Linked DNA regions of Hordeum vulgare: region 1 is linked to region 2. Evidence: chromatin contacts called from public Hi-C data. All regions are on one chromosome and are shown on one strand. Each heading gives the region's core, a stretch centred on a gene start, on an enhancer-like site or on the middle of the called end of the contact. The rest is flanking DNA. Distances are from core to core; before and after follow the strand shown. Region 1 has its middle 43 kb from the start of LOC123440322. Region 2 holds the start of LOC123444550 (cytokinin dehydrogenase 5).

Region 1 (4,873 bases), core at 649-3,148, 210 kb before region 2:
TTTTGAATATTCGTTGAGCAATAGCTAACACTTATTTAACATTTTGGCAAACAATTGTTCAAAAGTTTTAATATTATTCAAAACGTTCAAATACTTATTCAAAAAATTACAAATACTTATTCAACAATTTTTAAATAGTTTTCATCATTTTTCATATTTATTTTTGAAAAGTATTTTTTAGTACATACATCTGCAATAGTTTAAAGTATAAAAATGTAAAAAAGAAAGTAAAAACAAGAACGGAAAAGGGAAAAAAGAAGGACTCCCGCGCGGTTGGGCTCCCACCAACGCGCGGCCCCTGTGCTCATTTTTGCGAGACATAGGGCGGGAATACCCAATTTACTGCTCAATGCATCAAATTGTCGAACTTTCGCACAAGTGAACAACCGAGCAGCGACTCAATAGATCGATCCGTTTAAACTTCCAACGCCCCCGGTTTTGGGAACCCGATTTCCATATGGTTTTTTATAGTTTTCGAAAAATCTAGAATATTTTCCGAACTGTTTTTTTTAAATCTCTCCTGTTTGTATTATTTTTTATTTACATTTATTTCTATTTTTATATATTTTAATTTTGTCAAGTTTATTTTTTAACAAATGTTCACAGTTTCAAAATTTATTCATTTTTTAACAATATTCAAAAATTGTTCACAATTTGAAAAATATTTAAAATTTGTTCACAATTTTAAAAATATTCATGGTTTCAGAACTTTTTCACAATTCAAAAAAATCTTCGCGGTCTCAAAATTTGCTCACAATTTTATTATTTTTCAGGAATTGGAAATTTTTTATGTTTCAAAATTTGTTCACAATTCAAAAAATCTTCGCGGTTTCAAAATTTATTCACAATTCAAAAATTGTTAATAATTTTATTATTTTGTATGAATTTGAAATTTTTTCATGTTTAAATTGTTGGTCACAATTCGCAAAATGTTAGCAATTTGATAATTTGATTCACGAATTGAAATTTCGTTTATGTTTTTAAAATTTGTCCATAATTCGAAAAGTGTTCACGGTTTCAGTATTTCTTCACATATTTGAAAAATGTTCACAATTTGATAATTTTTTTAGGAATTTGAAATTTCTTCATGTTTCATAATTCCTTCAGAATACGAAATATGTTTACGGTTTCAAAATTTGTTCTCAATTCAAAAAATGTCACAATTTTATAATTGTTTTCAGGAATTTTTAATATACTCATGTTTCAAAATTAGTTCACAATTCAAAAAGTGTTTACGGTTTCAAAAAAATCACAATTTTATAATTTTGTTCATGTTTCAAAATTTGTTTACATTTCAAAAAATGTTCACGGTTTCAAATGTTTTTCAAAAGTCGAAAAATATATTCATAATTTTATAATTTTGTTCACAAATTTCAAATTTGTTCATATTTCCAAATTTGTTCTTAATTCAAAAAACGTTCGCGGTTTCTATTTTATTTTCAGATTCAAAAAATCTTTGAAGAATTTCTTAAATTATTCACGTTTTCCAAAAAAGCCTATTGATTAAAAGTGTTTCTGTTTTTAAGAAATTTGTTCACAAATTTGGAATTTTGTTCATAAATTCCAAAAACACGAATATTGTTCTTATGGACCAGGCTGCTAGTGGATTTGCAAATTCCTAGGTGTTATTGTGGATATTTTTTAGGGTTTTTTCTACACGTTTAGATTTTATTGCTTTTGTTGGTTTCTTTAATAGCCGTGTTGCATACTTACACCATGAGCTTATCGGACAGAGTGGCTAGTACTGCGCACGCATCACCTCAATGTTTTGGGTTTGAATCCCAGCCTTAGCGCTCATATTTTTCGCATTTTTCCACTTTACGAGATGGGTCGGCCCAGCTGAGTTGCACCCTGTGCGTGCGAGTGAAAACCTACCCGACGGCAGGTAGGAGCTCCCATAAGAGGGAGCTCCTATGCGATACATTCTGCGTCCAACTGCCGAGGAAACGCACAGGGCGAGTCAGACCAGGGCCGCCCTAGTAGCGAGTTACAGGTAGCGACAGATGGAAAATACAGTAAAAAAAAGAAATACAAAGGAGCAAATGGTATTGTAGCTACTACATTTTGTAAAAGACGAACCTTTTTAAAATTTCGACTTCATTTAAAAATTATTTTTTTTATGAAAACATAATGGTTTTTTCAAATATAAGAAGCTTTTTTAGAAAAACAATTGAACACTTTTTAACTTCTACAGACATTTTTTCGAACTCATTAATATTTTTTGAAAATAGGAAACATTGTTTTGAAAGGGTGAACATTTTTCAGAAGTACGAACATTTGTAGACATTTTCCCAATTTATGGAATATTTTTCAAATCCCGGAACAAATTTTCAAATTCCGAAACATTTTTTTTAAATCCGAAAAACTTTTATAAAATTTTTAAAACATTGTTTCAAAATCTGGAACATTTTCTAAAAATTTCAGCACATTTTTGGAAATTCTGGAACATTTATATAAAAATATGAAACATTTTTATAAAAATTCTGGAACATTTTTCCATATTCTGGAATATTTTATAAATCTGGGCACATTTTCTGAAATTCAAGAATGTTTTTTTCAACTTCTGGAACATTTTTCAAATTCTGGACTATTTTTTCATATTCCGGAACAATTTTCAAATTCCAGAATATTTTTTGAAAATCCAGATTTTTTTGAAATAGAAACAGAAAAAAAGAAGCAAACAATAAAGAAAAAATAATACAAAAAAAGGAAAAACTGTTCTAGAAAGTTACGAAAACCGAAAAACCCGGCTAGAAACCTCTAGAAGGTTTCAAAACCGGGATCGGTAAAAGTGCTAATGTGCCTGCCCAAACCCAGTCGCTCGATTGCAGCTCCTGTGCGTTTCCCCGCCTATTTGAGGCAAAGAGCGTCAAATAAGGTTTCCCTCATAGGAGTCAGACCCTATTTACCACCACAGGCCCAGGTTTTAGTTTTTTTTTTTTTGCAAACCGGCGCCTAGAGCGCAGCCCCTCTTTTGCAAACGGGGCGGCTGAACAATCTGCCTTTTTCTTTTTGTTTAAAAATAGAAAAAAATAAGATGTGGCCGCTAGAGATCAAACCAAGGACCTGCTCACTTGTCAATGAGAGTTCCAACTGCAATAACCAAATGGACAATTCACAATTACTGAAAAATTACTTCCATCCTAGTATATCTATGTATAATGCCCTTTATTTTTTTTATTGTTTTACTATTTCAAATTCTGTTAACTTTTTCCAAATCCATTGAAAATTCTTTAAAAAATATGATGGACATTTTTCAAATTCGATGAACTTGTTGTCAAAATCCAAGATATTTTAAAAATTGATTACCTTTTTTGAAATTTTGTGAACTTTTAGTCAAAATCCATGAACTTTTTTGAAAAAAATTGATGAACATTTTTAAAATTCGATGAACTTTTTGTGAAAATCCGTGAAGTTTTTTTTAAATCCGATAAAATATTTTAAAATGGATGAACTATTTTTCAAAATCGATGAACCCTTTTTCAAATCCAATGAACTTGTTTCAAGTTTGATTAATTTTTTTCATATCCTATGAACTTTTTTGACACCAATGATCTTTTTTCAAATCCAATGAAACTCGGTGAACTTGTTTCAAAATTCCATGAATTCTTTTAATAATTTGGTGATTTTTTTTGAAAAATTGATGAACTTTTTTAAAAAAATCGTGAACTTTTCTTGAAAATCCGTAAAATAAATTAATTCACAAACATTTTTGTTTTTTGCAATTTCTTTGACTAACTTTGATAGTAGGGAAAGTTTTTTGTAAATAATTTTAATTCTATTCTACATGGTTTTCGGTCATTCAAATAAAATGTCCTTCCAAACAAACACGTTGTACTGTTAAAAGGTAAAATATGCTATAAATCTGTCAATCCAGAGAAGATATTATCTTTCCATCATATAGTGTCAATAAAAAGCTTAAGTCAAATCTGTTGAACTCAATTTCTTCATATTATCAAGTAGATGAGTTTCATGGTTTTTAATTCTCACGGCCATTCCAGGCAATAGAATGCCTCACTACTCACATTCAGGGTCATTTCGCACGAAAAAACCATATTCAAGTAGACATTGAATGAACGAGCGAACGAAACTATCAAAGAGATGAAGGAATCAGTCGAAACAGTCGGCAAACGAAGGAACGACCAAAATAGTCAAAGGAAGTAAATGGGCAATATCGAAAACAGCCCAAAGAACAACTCTGCACGCGCCACTTTCCCTAACCAGCGTAGAAGGCGCTGACTAGGACCTCCCCCCATATGGGGGAGCTCCTACCTTCTGTTACCTTTTTCCTTTTGTGTTTTTCTATTTTTTCTTCTTTTTTCCTTTTTCTTTTTTATTCGAAGCAAACATTTTTTGAAAAAGATAAAGCACAAATATGTTTTTAATTTTGAGAGCAAATTTTGAAACCGAGAACAATTTAGAAAAATTCTTAAAAAATTTCAAAGCGCGAACAATTTTTTAAAGCACGAACATTTATAGAAACTTAAGATTTTTTGAAACTAAGAACAAATTTTAAAACCTAGAATAATTTTTGGAAAATACTAGCACAAATGCCCGTGCGTTGCAACGGGAGATTTTTTTTCCTGTATTGCTGCACCTTCTTATAGTAAAAGAATAGATGGTGGAACGCTTGAGAATTAGCATGAAAATAATTTTTGGACATATGCGAGAATAAGATATGGATTTTTAAACGGCCATTCAGGAAACTGAAAATGTGGTGTCGTTGTCACGGCCTGATTTCCTAAAAGCATTCATGTTATAGTCATTTTTGGTGTATAAGGAAGTTTTTTTTCTCCCCATATCACCCCGCCCTTTTATACAAAAAGTATACATGCTGTAACACTTTAATCAAGCTATAGAGATATGGTATTAA
Region 2 (4,441 bases), core at 396-2,895:
AAGGATTAAAATACTATATTTCTGCTGAGTTGGATGAGAGAGAAGATGAGAGAGAAGGGAAGCGGGCTCTTCATGAAGAGCCAGCTCTAGCACGTGCTCCTAGGTGCTTTGTGAGAATGAAACGTGGGCCATATATGATAAAAGTAGTACTTTTTATAGCTAACTATTGTACAAGCTAGCTATAAGGTGGGCTATAAGACTGCTTATAGCCAGCAGTTGGCTATACTATTAATGAATGAAAATGCTTATAGCCAGCTGTAAAACTCTATTCGCTATTTACTTAATGAATGAGGTAAATCTTTTACCTTCGTTTAGAAAAAAAAGGGTCCTGGGTTGGAGTTGGCCTTACGCATGTCCTCGTGGGTCGTCGACGTTCCACGGACTGGGGGCTAGTATGAATAGGACGGCGGGACTAGACTACCACGGCGTTTTGCTCCTCGCCTCGATCCAAAAGCGACGAAAACCTGTCCTCGCGCTCTGGGAAACCCATGGCCGCCGAATTTCGTGGCGGATACGGAGCAGAAAGCAAAAGGAAATCAGCGTATCTTCGCGCGATCCTGCGCAATCAGTCACGTGGGAGAGCGCGCGTCGACGCTTTAACCATTTTCGTTTTATTTTTCTGCCGTAGGGCACTACTGCCTAGCTGGCTAGGCAGCCTACGCAGCGGACCCAAAGGCAAACCCAGCGTGGAAGAACAGTAGTACCGTACCCGAGGTGTGCATATACGCCTTTGATCTCACAGCCAACACTGGCACCGATATCTAGAGGACATCTGTTCGCCACAGCACCACGAGCACGCTTTCCCGCGCGCGTTTTAATATCTGAAGATTTGGGCAGCACGTACTTTGGTAAATGCCGGATCAGAAAGCTGGTGTGGTGTACTTTAGGCGGGGTGTAGTGTTGATTGGGAATTTGGAATGGTGCTGGTGTAGATTCTCGCCATCTGCTGTGCTGCATGCATATGCGTCGAGCGGCGATCGATGAGATTGAGAGTGCACCCTCAAAAGTCGGCCAAGATACGGAAGGAAGGGGATCGTCTTTCTTTTGGTTCGGTGTTGATCCTCTCCTCCCTCCATCTGCACCCCCAAAGCTTCCACAGATTGGCCCTGCTTCTTCCAGCTACGCGGTGCTAGTAGTAGTAGCTGCTGCTTTTAAGAATTCCACTCCAAAGCTCACCGCGCACATGGCACGCACGCAGGATGAAATCCGGGCCACTTTTCCCCGTGGCAGTAGAATTTGGATCAACAAAGCCAGCGAGGAGCAGAGACCAGAGAGGTCTCCGCATTCATTGAGTAGGGCGGCAGTACGTAGTAGAGGAGAGGAGAGGAGAGGAGAGCTGAGTTTGTGCCGCAAATGGCCAGCTGAGGAGCTGAAATTCGATGAATCTTTGGGCGGCCACACGATCCACTAATTCTGACAGGGAAATTAAGAGGCGGGCGGGCGGGCGGCCGGCGAGTGCATGAGTCGTGTGACGCGCCTCCGGATTAGTTTTACTAGTTTATTCTTGGGCGGCCCCAGCGGTGGTGCTCTGTTCCCGCGGCAAGCCATGTTGGAGTCTCTCTCCTATCCTCCTCGGTCTCCTCCATTTCTCACCTTTCTCGCTCCTCCCATCTCACTATAAATACCGCCCCATCCTCACACCCCAACGCCTCACACACACAGACACCTCTCTCTCTCTCTCTCTCCTTCCTTCTTCCTCCCGCCTCCCCTCCATCCTCCGCTAGCTAGAGACAGAGGATACATACAAAGTGTGGCTGGCAATGGCGCGGTGCTTGGTTTTCATGGTGTTCCAGATATACTGCCTCATCTCGACGGTTGGCCTGCCGCTGGAGCCGGCGGAGCTGCTGCAGCTCGGCGGCGACGTGGGCAGCGGCCGCCTCAGCACCGACCCGGCCGACGTCCTGGAGGCGTCCCGCGACTTCGGCGGGTTCACCCGGGGCGAGCCCTTGGCGGTGTACCACCCGAGCGGGGCCGGCGACGTCGCGGCGCTGGTCCGGGCGGCGTACGGGTCGGCCCGCGACATCCGCGTGTCGGCGCGCGGCCACGGGCATTCCATCAGCGGGCAGGCGCAGGTGCCCGGCGGCGTGGTCGTGGCCATGAGCCGCGGGGGCAAGTCGCAGCCGCAGGCGCGCGCATTGCCGGTGTACTCGCCGGAGCTGGGCGGGCACTACGTGGACGTGTGGGGCGGCGAGCTGTGGATCGACGTGCTCAACTGGACGCTGTCGCACGGCGGGCTGGCGCCGCGGTCGTGGACCGACTACCTCTACCTGTCCGTGGGCGGCACCCTCTCCAACGCCGGCATCAGCGGGCAGGCGTTCCACCACGGGCCCCAGATCAGTAATGTCTACGAGCTCGACGTCGTAACCGGTACGTACGACATGCATACATCAGACGAGTTAATCAATAACCAGCCACCGCTTCTCATCCTCGACCTCGGGACGGCATTCTCATCCTCATCGGTGTCTACTGATCTGCTTTGCAGGGAAGGGAGAGGCGGTGACCTGCTCGGAGGCGAAGAACCCGGAGCTCTTCTTCGGCGCGCTGGGCGGGCTGGGGCAGCTGGGGATCATCACCCGCGCTCGCATCGCCCTCGAGCCTGCTCCCCGCAAGGTAGCACCACCACCGCCACCACCCATGCCGGCGCTCTATGCATCCATCGCCCTCACCTCCCCGGTCCATACGCACGCATCAGTTCTTTCTTTATGCCCGTCCGTCACACTCCTGCTCGCCGTTCTTTGTTTAATCCGTTGGTCCGTTAACCCGGTCACCTGCCGCGGCGGTGGTCTCTCCTGCAAGACGAAGGAATATCTCGTGCGCCTTATCTCCCTTTGGACCTCGCTCCCGCGTGACAAGGCGGAGGAGCTCAAGGCCAGCCGTGCAAGTGGCAAGCGCGCCGGGCGCGCGACATCCATTTCTTCCATTGTTAGGTACAGACGGAATTACCGCACGTACGTTAATAATCAACCAACCGATAAAGATACCGATAAGAGGCCCAACCGAACGTGCTTGCTAATTATAGCCGCCCGATCCGTCGATTCCGAGTCACTATTTTTCTCCTTCTTCTTTTCTTCACGAAAGATCCCGGGCCGCTCTTCTCTGTACGACACGTATGCTGATTTCTTTCTTTCAGCGGATGAGATGACACGTATGCTATTTCTTTCAGCGGATGACACGTACGCTAATCAAATGCTTTCGCGTCAACAAACAGTTTTTGTACCAGCACTCAGCAGTCTTTTGGTTGTGTTATTACTTATTAGCGTTAAGGAGAAAAAGTCCACCAGGAAAAAGTCTTGGTCCAAATTAAAATACTAGGCTGTGCGTCTGGTCGATCAGGTGGTCCAGCCGCCCAGGTTGGTTGGCATCCATCGGTCGATCGACCAACTTGCCCTGCTGACCAATTTGGTGGGTCTTCTCCTACGTGTTTTTGTTTAGCTCACACGATCTTTCGCAAGATCCTCTTCTCTTCTTCCCCCGCAGCTTAACCTGCTGACTAATCCATGATAATAAAACCAAACTGTGTGATCTAAGCTGATCAATTTTCTAACCATGCATGCGCACGGTGGTACGTACAGGTTCGCTGGATCCGGGCGCTCTACTCCAACTTCACCGAGTTCACGGCGGACCAGGAGCGGCTCATCTCGCAGTCGCAGCACGGCCGCCGGTTCGACTACGTGGAGGGCTTCGTGGTGGCCGCCGAGGGCCTCATCAACAACTGGAGGTCCTCCTTCTTCTCGCCGCAGAACCCGGTGAAGCTCAGCTCGCTCAAGCACCACACCGGCGTGCTCTACTGCCTCGAGGTCACCAAGAACTACGACCACGACTCAACCGCCGGGACCGTTGATCAGGTCCGTCCGTCGGCCGGCGCCGCCTCTCTAGTAGTACTGCATTCTCTCCTGGCCGTCCCATTTGTTTATGACGGTAGTAGGATTTCTTAACTAATTCCTGCTGGTTTAGCGTTATGCGCTGCTTCTGATCGGGGCCCCTGGCTAGCCAATCATTGGGATATGTTAATTCGCATTTTGGAGTTGGTAGCGTAGCACTAGTATAAAAATGCTGATTAGTATATGATGATGATGGCACCCACATGCAGAGCACACCCGATGATATATATATGTAGATCGATCTTCCCATACGTATAACTAGATCTCAATTCCGTTAGCGAGCCCGACCACTATTTATATCGACTACTTAACTTGATTTAATTATGTAAGTACTATGTGTAGTGCACTAATTGAATTGCCAAGCCTTTGCTCCAAGAAAAAAAAAGAGAGAGCAGAAAACCGCCAACAAGTCTAAATCGTGCTAGTAAAAATCATGTGTTGCAGGAGGTTGACGCGCTGCTGGGCGACCTGAACTTCCTCCCGGGCACGGTGTTCACGACGGACCTGCCGTACGTGGACTTCCTTGACCGCGTGCACACGGCGGAGCTGAAGCTGCGCGG

Evidence for each region. Hi-C and Micro-C count contacts between places; a contact is called where the count stands out from the background.
Region 1: a Hi-C map of leaf shows a contact between it and region 2, with 4 times the contacts expected there. The contact joins the enhancer-like site here to the promoter of LOC123444550 in region 2. A contact is called at or near these places in 4 of 6 Hi-C or Micro-C datasets (leaf and seedling).

Annotation. Positions count from the first base shown.
Region 1 is chr3H:508,005,011-508,009,883 of MorexV3_pseudomolecules_assembly, reverse strand. No RefSeq gene overlaps it. Among protein-coding and RNA genes, the nearest start is that of LOC123440322, 43 kb to the left of the region's middle. Within about 2 kb of position 1,898, at least 3 of the 3 cell types and tissues checked have open chromatin away from gene starts, as enhancers often do. A contact at or near this core is called in leaf and seedling, where this site is marked.
Region 2 is chr3H:507,798,059-507,802,499 of MorexV3_pseudomolecules_assembly, reverse strand. LOC123444550 (cytokinin dehydrogenase 5) reads left to right here and starts at 1,645. Exons shown (of 5, transcript XM_045121314.1): 1 at 1,645-2,367; 2 at 2,483-2,610; 3 at 3,573-3,845; 4 at 4,326-4,441. The coding sequence starts at 1,761.